2 separate regions of the Mus musculus genome follow, and region 1 is linked to region 2. A link is a contact called in public promoter capture Hi-C data. All regions are on one chromosome and are shown on one strand. The core of a region is the stretch at or near the end of the contact, and the rest is flanking DNA. Distances in the headings are between cores, read along the strand shown.

Region 1 (3,760 bases), core at 453-2,952, 420 kb after region 2:
AACACTCAGAGGATTCTCTCATGTTGAATTTAGTGATTTGACATCTAGATAGAACTTTGTTTTCTGGACTTGGTGGGAAATTTTAATCACTGAGACTGGGAAAATTAAGACTATTTTTGAGAGCCAACTTTCACAGTAGGATGTTTCAGAAGAAACATGGGTCCGTGATGGGCTAACACTTTAGAGAAGAATGGCTCCTGGAAAATTTAGAATGTGTCACGAATGGTAGTCTTCCTTTTCTTTCCCCTCTCCTCCAATGACCTCCATGATCCTGTCTTTCTTATAAGCACTGCAAGTGAAAATTGTAGAGCAGAATGGCATGAACCTGTCCGAGACAAGTGATTTCAGACACCCATGACTCATGAAGCCCAAAGAGCCTGTCTCCTAAATGAAGAATTGATTTATGGGAATTATGCAGAGAACATATTTTCCTCATGCTTTTCCTTGTTCAAACAAGTGTGGTGTTGTGATGTGTGTAACAGTGCAGTGTGACTCAAGCAAAGGCTCCTGACTGTGCTGCCTGGCTCTAGTACTTCAATTCCTACAGATCAAGCATTAATTATCAAAGGGCAGAATGGCTCCCACAGATGTAAATCTTGGTTCTTAGAATGGACAATGTCCTTCATCTTTTTATGACTAAAATATATGTACATGCAATGATCATATAAATACCATATTTGGTATTTGAATCTTTAGGGTAAGAGATTAGGAAAAAATGTCTGAAAAGGCTCTTTGGAGGCACAATAATAGTGATGATGATGATGATAAAACTCCAAAACTCTATTATACTTTGTGCTTTTAGTTTTTATTAAAGATTTTATCCTCCCATGCCCTGGCTAATGGAACAAATTGTAGAGAACTAATAGCTATATGGGGACCAATTTTTTTAAGTGGCTGAGCCAATGCAGGGCTCTCCAGTAAAAGCTTGTTTACAGCATGTGCCGAGTCTTAGACGAAAGTGAGGCTGCTCCTGTTTGAACTGAAGTCTGGTCATTTCTGAAGGACTAGGTGAGCCCCAGGCAGAAGAAAGAAAGTTGTGTCTTGGATGGAAGATTGCAGTCTGAGAGTGTTCCTGGACTCTGGGACTGAAGGGTCAGAGCCAGCTCTGGACACAGCCTGACCAGAGCAAGAGGACACACAGTGTTCCACTTTGGGGCTCAGCCATACCTACCTCTCCACAAAGAAGAACATTCTATTTTATGTTGCTCTGAGGAAGCATTCAATAGTATTTCATTTCACGGAAGCGAATTTTTGCTTATAATAAAAAAATTGCCTGCCAGTATATTTTTCATCTTACTAAACTATCTGTAAAAAAAAAAAAAAAAAAGATAAGAAAAATAAGTAGTTTTGACAGAAGTTTGTAGCACTAAAAAAGTCTGCCTTCTGCAGTCCAGCAATAACATGAGAGAGAATATTCAGAGTATATGTTTAAAACTAAGTATTGAGCATATATTTTTGTTCAGAATAACAGAGAACAGGTCCAAAACCTATAAGCTTCATTTTTGTAAGTATTCTTCTTGTTTTTCTCCATTTTCTACTCAGTAGTTTAATTATTGGTAACGTTTAGTAAGCATTCAAGACTATACATTGGGTACTCTTCTAACTGGAATTTAATAGAGAGTTTCTCAATACTTATTAGAGTGCTATTATCTGAGAGCTATTCTTAGCTGCAGCTCATAGTGAATAATTTTCCAGTGCTCACGCTGCTAGCAAATTGCAGAGTTGAGGACTACTCAGCCTTTATCTCAGTGCTGATCCCATGGCTCAGATCTTAACCTCAGGAGCAACTATCCGAGGAGGAGCTGCTCATTATGCCACAGTACATGCCAGGAATAGCCCCGGGGACTCTGCAGACCAGTGATTAAAAGGGAGGGGTCCCGATGTCTCTGGGGGATCTCCCTATAGCCGTGTAAGAACGCAGCTTTTAATAATATCAGAAGAAGGAAAGATCTGTCTTGAGCCTAATGAAAATCCCAGCTGCTGCCTTTTGTGTTCTTTGGTTCTCTGAGATGTGGAATTTGCCAACATATGAAAAAAAAATGCTGAACAATTTGTTGAGCTGAGAATACAATTAAAGTGGATTTATTTTATACACAAATAGTTCTCTGGGTAATTTATACTAAACCACCAGGATTCTCACAAGTCCCCCCATTCTGGCAGGAGCACTCACTCTGACATTATCCCAAAAGGGAAACCAATCTCTATTGTATTCGAAATTGTTTCTTAGTGGCATTTTGCTATGACTCTGGCTTATAAATCAATAAGCTTGGGAAGTAGGATGAATAAATCTTCTTAAATAAAAATGTTCATGCTTGCCACTGTAATACAGGAGAGTAATTGTAGGAATAAAAATATTGATATCTTCTATGTCTGTCTTTTTCAGTAACAAAATGAAATAACATATATAAAATATAACAGAGCATGCTGAACAAATAGCTATTACCAATGTCTTTTACATTGGTTCTTTTGTATATTTTTGTGGTGTATGGACATAGTCGTGTGTGTTCATGTGTGTATGTAGGTGCATTTACAAGTGTGTGAGCATATATGGGGAGAAAGGAGATAGACATCGGTGTTTTCCTAAACAGTTCTCCACCTTACTTTACAACAAACAAACAACAAAACCCCAAAGCACAGGGTCTCTCTCTCTCTCACTGAACTTGTTCATTAGACTGGCTGGCCTCCTCCATCTGCCTGCCAAGCTCTGGGCTGACAGGTATGTGCCACCACACCTAGTTTTTTAAACATGGGGACTGAGTATCTGAACTCACGTCCTCACACCTGCCTGGCAGGCACTCCGCCAAAGAGCCAGCTCTCAAGCCCTGCCAACAATATCAACTTCATTAAAGATATTCTTCTGCAAAATACAAAGTATACCAAAGATGACAGCAAGAAACTACCATCTAAATCACATATTTATATGTCAAAGGAGCTTATTAAATTATCTGTCCCGAAGAAATCACTTGACAACATGCATGATCATCAAGTTACAATCTCTTTGTAAAAAATAGCTCAGAGGAACACTCCTCCATTGTTGGTGGGATTGCAAGCTTGTACAGCCACTCTGGAAATCAGTCTGGTGGATCCTCAGAAAATTGGACATAGTACTACGGGAGGATCCCGCAATACCTCTTCTGGGCATATATCCAGAAGATGTCCCAACCGGTAAGAAGGATACATGCTCCACTATGTTCATAGCAGCCTTATTTATAATAGCCAGAAGCTGGAAAGAACCCAGATGCCCCTCAACAGAGGAATGGATACAAAAAATGTGGTACATTTACACAATGGAGTACTACTCAGCTATTAAAAGGAATGAATTTATGAAATTCCTAGGCAAATGGTTGGACCTGGAGGGCATCATCCTGAGTGAGGTAACACAATCACAAAAGAACTCAAATGATATGTACTTACTGATAAGTGGATATTAGCCCAGAAACTTAGTATACCCGAGATATTTGCAAAACACATGAAACTGAAGAAGAACGAAGACCAAAGTGTGGACACTTTGCCCCTTCTTAGACTTGGAAACAATCACCCATGGAAGGAGTTACAGAGACAAAGTTTGGAGCTGAGACAAAAGGATGGGCCATCTAGAGACTGCCATATCCGGTGATCCATCCCATAATTAGCCTCCAAACAATGACACCATTGCATACACTAGCAAGCTTTTACTGAAAGGACCCTGATATAGCTGTCTCTTGTGAGGCTAGGCTAGGGCCTAGCAAAAACAGAAATGGATGCTCACAGTCAGCTATTG
Region 2 (4,009 bases), core at 1,186-3,685:
TCTGAGCTGCTTTTCTACTGTACGGATGGATGACTTTTTTTTCTCGTCCTACCATTTTTCCTTTTAGTCCTTTAGGCTAAAAGACAGGATACATATTGTCAGTTATGTTAAGCAACTATAGTTACAGAGATGTCACAATAGGAATCAGGCCACAGGCCAAACATTTTACTAACTCCAATGGTCTTTTGTTTCCCCATGATCATAACAGAAATGATCTATTCCACAATCTCCAAAGGCAGTAGACCAACAGAAACCAATAGAGTCAACACCGCTCAGTGACTCAGCCATGCCAGCTTAAAGTAGTTCTGACAACAGAGGGAGAAGACTCGTGGCTGGGAATGCTGGCTACAGTTAAGGATGTCTCTAATGTTACAGAGAGCAGAAGTGTAACAGGTATTTCACTGTGGCCCATGAAAAGAGAGTGGGGCAAAGGCACATGCAAAGTCCAAGTTGACCAAACTCAGCTGGTTCCAACCAACACCCCATAAACTATAAAGGCCACTTCAAAATCAGCACACCTAGAAGCAAACAAACCACTTCCCCACCCGAGCCTTACCAGTTAAAGCTTTCAGAATCCATTCCTCAAAGGCATTATATTTAAGGGGTTTCTTTTTGGTTTTTTGTTTTTGTTTTGTTTTTTGCTATGCAATCCTGTATTTTGGCCCATCTATATTATTTAAAGAGTCAGAATTGACTTTCTATAAGAGAAACCAAAAATAAAAATGGCTTAACCTAAATAGTTTTAGTCTCTTCTGGTTCACTTAAGGAGGCAGGCGCCCCCTACCCCGTTAGCCCATAATCTCCCAGACAGTCTGCAAGGGCTTAAAACCTGCCCTCCACTCTAGCCCTGAGTGGAAAAGAAACCTCAGGAAAGTTGTCCTACACCCTTTGCCCAAGTTCTACTGACCAAAACCTACTGTTACATAAAATAGATGAATATATATAATTTTTAATCTCTGAGAAAAAAAAAGACTATTAGGGAACAGGTGGTCCCTAATATTCCTCTTCAATAGTCACTCCTCTAAAGGCCAAATAGCTCTTGAAGCTTTTTCAAACCTGTCAGTTACCTTTATTCAACCCATACAATCAGGCCTAGGTTGCTCTATTGTTAGACCCCTTTACAAAGAAGTCGAAAAAATCTGTCTACAGTGTTAATCCAGTATAGAGTTTCTTTCCCTATTGAAAGAGATCAGCTTGGTTCTAAGCTTTAGCACAGAAAGCCATCTCTTCCAACTTTCTTCTCCAGCATTTCCTTCACACAGCTCCTTCTCCCCATTCTTACTGAAGATCACTATTCCAGAATAAACCACACTGCAACTTGAGACTACACTTGTTATCTCTGTCTGTAATTCTTTCCTTCCCTTTTCCTTTGCTAAGACAAAGCTCGAAATAATCTCAAAAAAACTCTCCAAATAATTAAAATGTTCATCAATTCCTCATTCACACAATTCTCTTAGACATTGGTCATTTTTTCATTAATCTGATGAGAGAAGGCACGTCTAAGTCTGAAACCCATCTGAGGTTGGCTATGAATAAAAAAATAATAATCTTAAAGCCGTAAGAACACACACATGGAGGATAGTGGGGCAAATGAGAAACGAGATTAAACATCAAACATACACATGGCGAAAACAGATTCTCACAAATTGTTCTCCGATATCCACACGTACATAAAATCAGTTATAAACATAAATTCGGCCAGGCGGTGGTGGCGCACCCCTTTATTCCCAGCACTTGGGAGGCAGAGGCAGGCGGATTTCTGACTTTGAGGCCAGCCTGGTCTACAAAGTGAGTTCCAGGACAGCCAGGGCTATACAGAGAAACCCTGTCTCGAAAGAAAAAAAAAAAAAACATAAATTCGGATACTGTGAATGAGCTCTTTATATCGCTATACATAAACCGTTTATAACACTCTTAACTACTGTCTTAAAATGCAAACAAAACAGCATTGTTGCCCGGTAGGAATGGGAGTTGTAGAGGCAGGACTAAAGTCAGAACAGAAGGGCTGCGGGCCGATGCACCTCGTGGGTGGCTGTGACCCTGGGCAGGGGAGACCTGCACTTGCCCCAGGGCAGAGGTGGGTGGATCCACAAAGCGGTATTAGTTAAGGCCCTCAGGAAAATGAGAAACCGGGAGACGTGGACAACGCCACCCAGAGCGAGTTGAGAACGCGCTGGAGCACTCCGATCCTGGGGCAGCACCGGGGGCCCACCACCGCCCCACGCAGCCACTCCGAGTCCCGGCTTCTCCCGGGTCCGAGCTTGTACTCCCCGGCCGCCCGACCAGAGCCTCCCGGAGAACCTAAGGGGCCGCTCACCATGGCGATGTCTTGGCCACCGAGGCCGGGCGATGTCCCGATGCGACAATTTCACAGAGGGCAGCGCAGCCGCTCTCAAGTCCGCTTCTTCCCTAACACACGTGGGCCCCGGGGGAAACAAATAGGGGCGGACAGGAAGGGGAGGAGCTGGTGCTTTCTCTAAAGCGTCCCTAGAAACTGAGACGTAATGTTTTTCCGCCCGCCTTGTTTTACAGCCCGGGAGCCACACAAAGGCGGGGAGAGTAGAGAGAGAGAGAGAGTCGAGCTCAGAGAACAGAAGTCTGTCTGTCTTCTGTTTCTGACTGAAAGGCCGGCCTTGAGTATCGGCCAGAAGGCAGCTCTCCATGGGCGAGCAACTTGTTAGGAGATAGCATTACCTCACCTAGAGGTGCCCATCTCCCAGAATGGTGTAAATTCAGCCTTCACTTTTCCTTTGATTTTCTCTACCATTTTCTTTCTATATCTAAAGCCTGTCTCTCCGGCCTTGTTATTCCGTTTTTGAACAGCATGGTAAAATTTGATAGAAAGTCTTACGTAGTAATTATTAATCAAATGCCTAGTACATGCTACGCATTGAAGGTACTTTGACAGTTTCCCTACTTTCTTTTTTGTATAATTTCTATCTGTAGTGGGACATAAAGAAGTTAGTATTTCAAATACTATTATAATATAAATTATTACCATAGACTAAGTGGATTTAACATACACAAAAAAGGGGAGGAGATGAAGGATCAGGAGGAGAAGGGATGGGAGAAGAGGAGATGTATGGGGGAGTGTTAGGAGAGGGATATGGGAGAAAGGGGGGGCGAGGAAGAGGATGACAATGAATGGATTCCTTGGACCCTATCAGACAACTCTGAAATAAAACTAGAATCCAACAGCAAGAGAAACTACAGGACTTAAAACAAATACTTGGACACGTAATGGTACAATTTTAAATGTACAGTGGGTCACTGAAGAAATCAAGGAGAAAATTCTTAGAAACAAATGAAAATCATAGGCACTCTACGAGCTAGCTAAAGCATCCTAACAGGAAAGTGAGTATTTACAATAAAGCAAAATGAGAGTTTCCAAGTGAAGTAATAATTCATCTTAAGGTTCTAGAAATAAGAAGTCACTCCCAAACCCAATCACTGGATAAATAAATAAATTCATCAATCGATCACTATTAAAGCGGGACCTAATGAAATAGAGACCAAAAAAACCCTCAATACATAGGAATAGCTAAAGCAATCGTTTTTGTTAAAGGACAACTGTTAGTATTTTGTCTAAGCTCCACAACACAGTTATCTGGCAACAGCCAGGTAGGTTCTGCCCCCCCAGTTACCTGGCGTGGTCCCTCAGGGGGAAGGGCTGTGGGCCCACGGAGGCATCCCCTTCCCCATGCCTGACTACACCTCCACAGAATATATCCCCCCTTTATCTTTTTATAAACACATCAATAACAAGACTGATTAAACCCCTAGCCAAACTAGCAAAAGAAATCCCAAATTAATAAAAGTAAAGGTGAAAGCAGGAATTGTAACAACAGACTCCAGTGAAATTCAGATAATCTATAGAATACTTGGAAAATTTTATTTCAAAATGCTGATAAACATCAAAGTATTTGATGTATTTCTAAACATGTATGACACACCAAGATCCCTGAAAATATAATACAGTAAATGTGTTCATTATATGTAATAAGATTAA

What was found. Promoter capture Hi-C pulls out the DNA fragments that hold promoters and counts their contacts.
Region 1: a contact with region 2 is called in a promoter capture Hi-C map of hippocampal neurons, with 2.2 times the contacts expected there. The contact joins the enhancer-like site here to the promoter of Tma16 in region 2. A contact is called at or near these places in 4 of 39 promoter capture datasets (embryonic stem cells, hippocampal neurons and liver), 2 of 484 Hi-C or Micro-C datasets (the Ba/F3 cell line and the N1E-115 cell line) and 5 of 115 datasets of contacts at active chromatin or transcription factors (the 230-238 cell line, embryonic stem cells, large pre-B cells and 1 more).

What each region holds. Positions count from the first base shown.
Region 1 is chr8:66,909,104-66,912,863 of GRCm38.p6, forward strand. All of the region lies in intron 1 of Gm39185 (a long non-coding RNA gene), which reads left to right. Among named protein-coding and RNA genes, the nearest start is that of Gm39185, 4.8 kb to the left of the region's middle. Within about 2 kb of position 1,703, at least 13 of the 459 cell types and tissues checked have an H3K27ac peak or open chromatin away from gene starts, as enhancers often do. A contact at or near this core is called in hippocampal neurons, where this site is marked.
Region 2 is chr8:66,484,095-66,488,103 of GRCm38.p6, forward strand. Tma16 (translation machinery associated 16) reads right to left here and starts at 2,436. Exons shown (of 7, transcript NM_025465.3): 1 at 2,318-2,436; 2 at 1-76. The coding sequence starts at 2,320.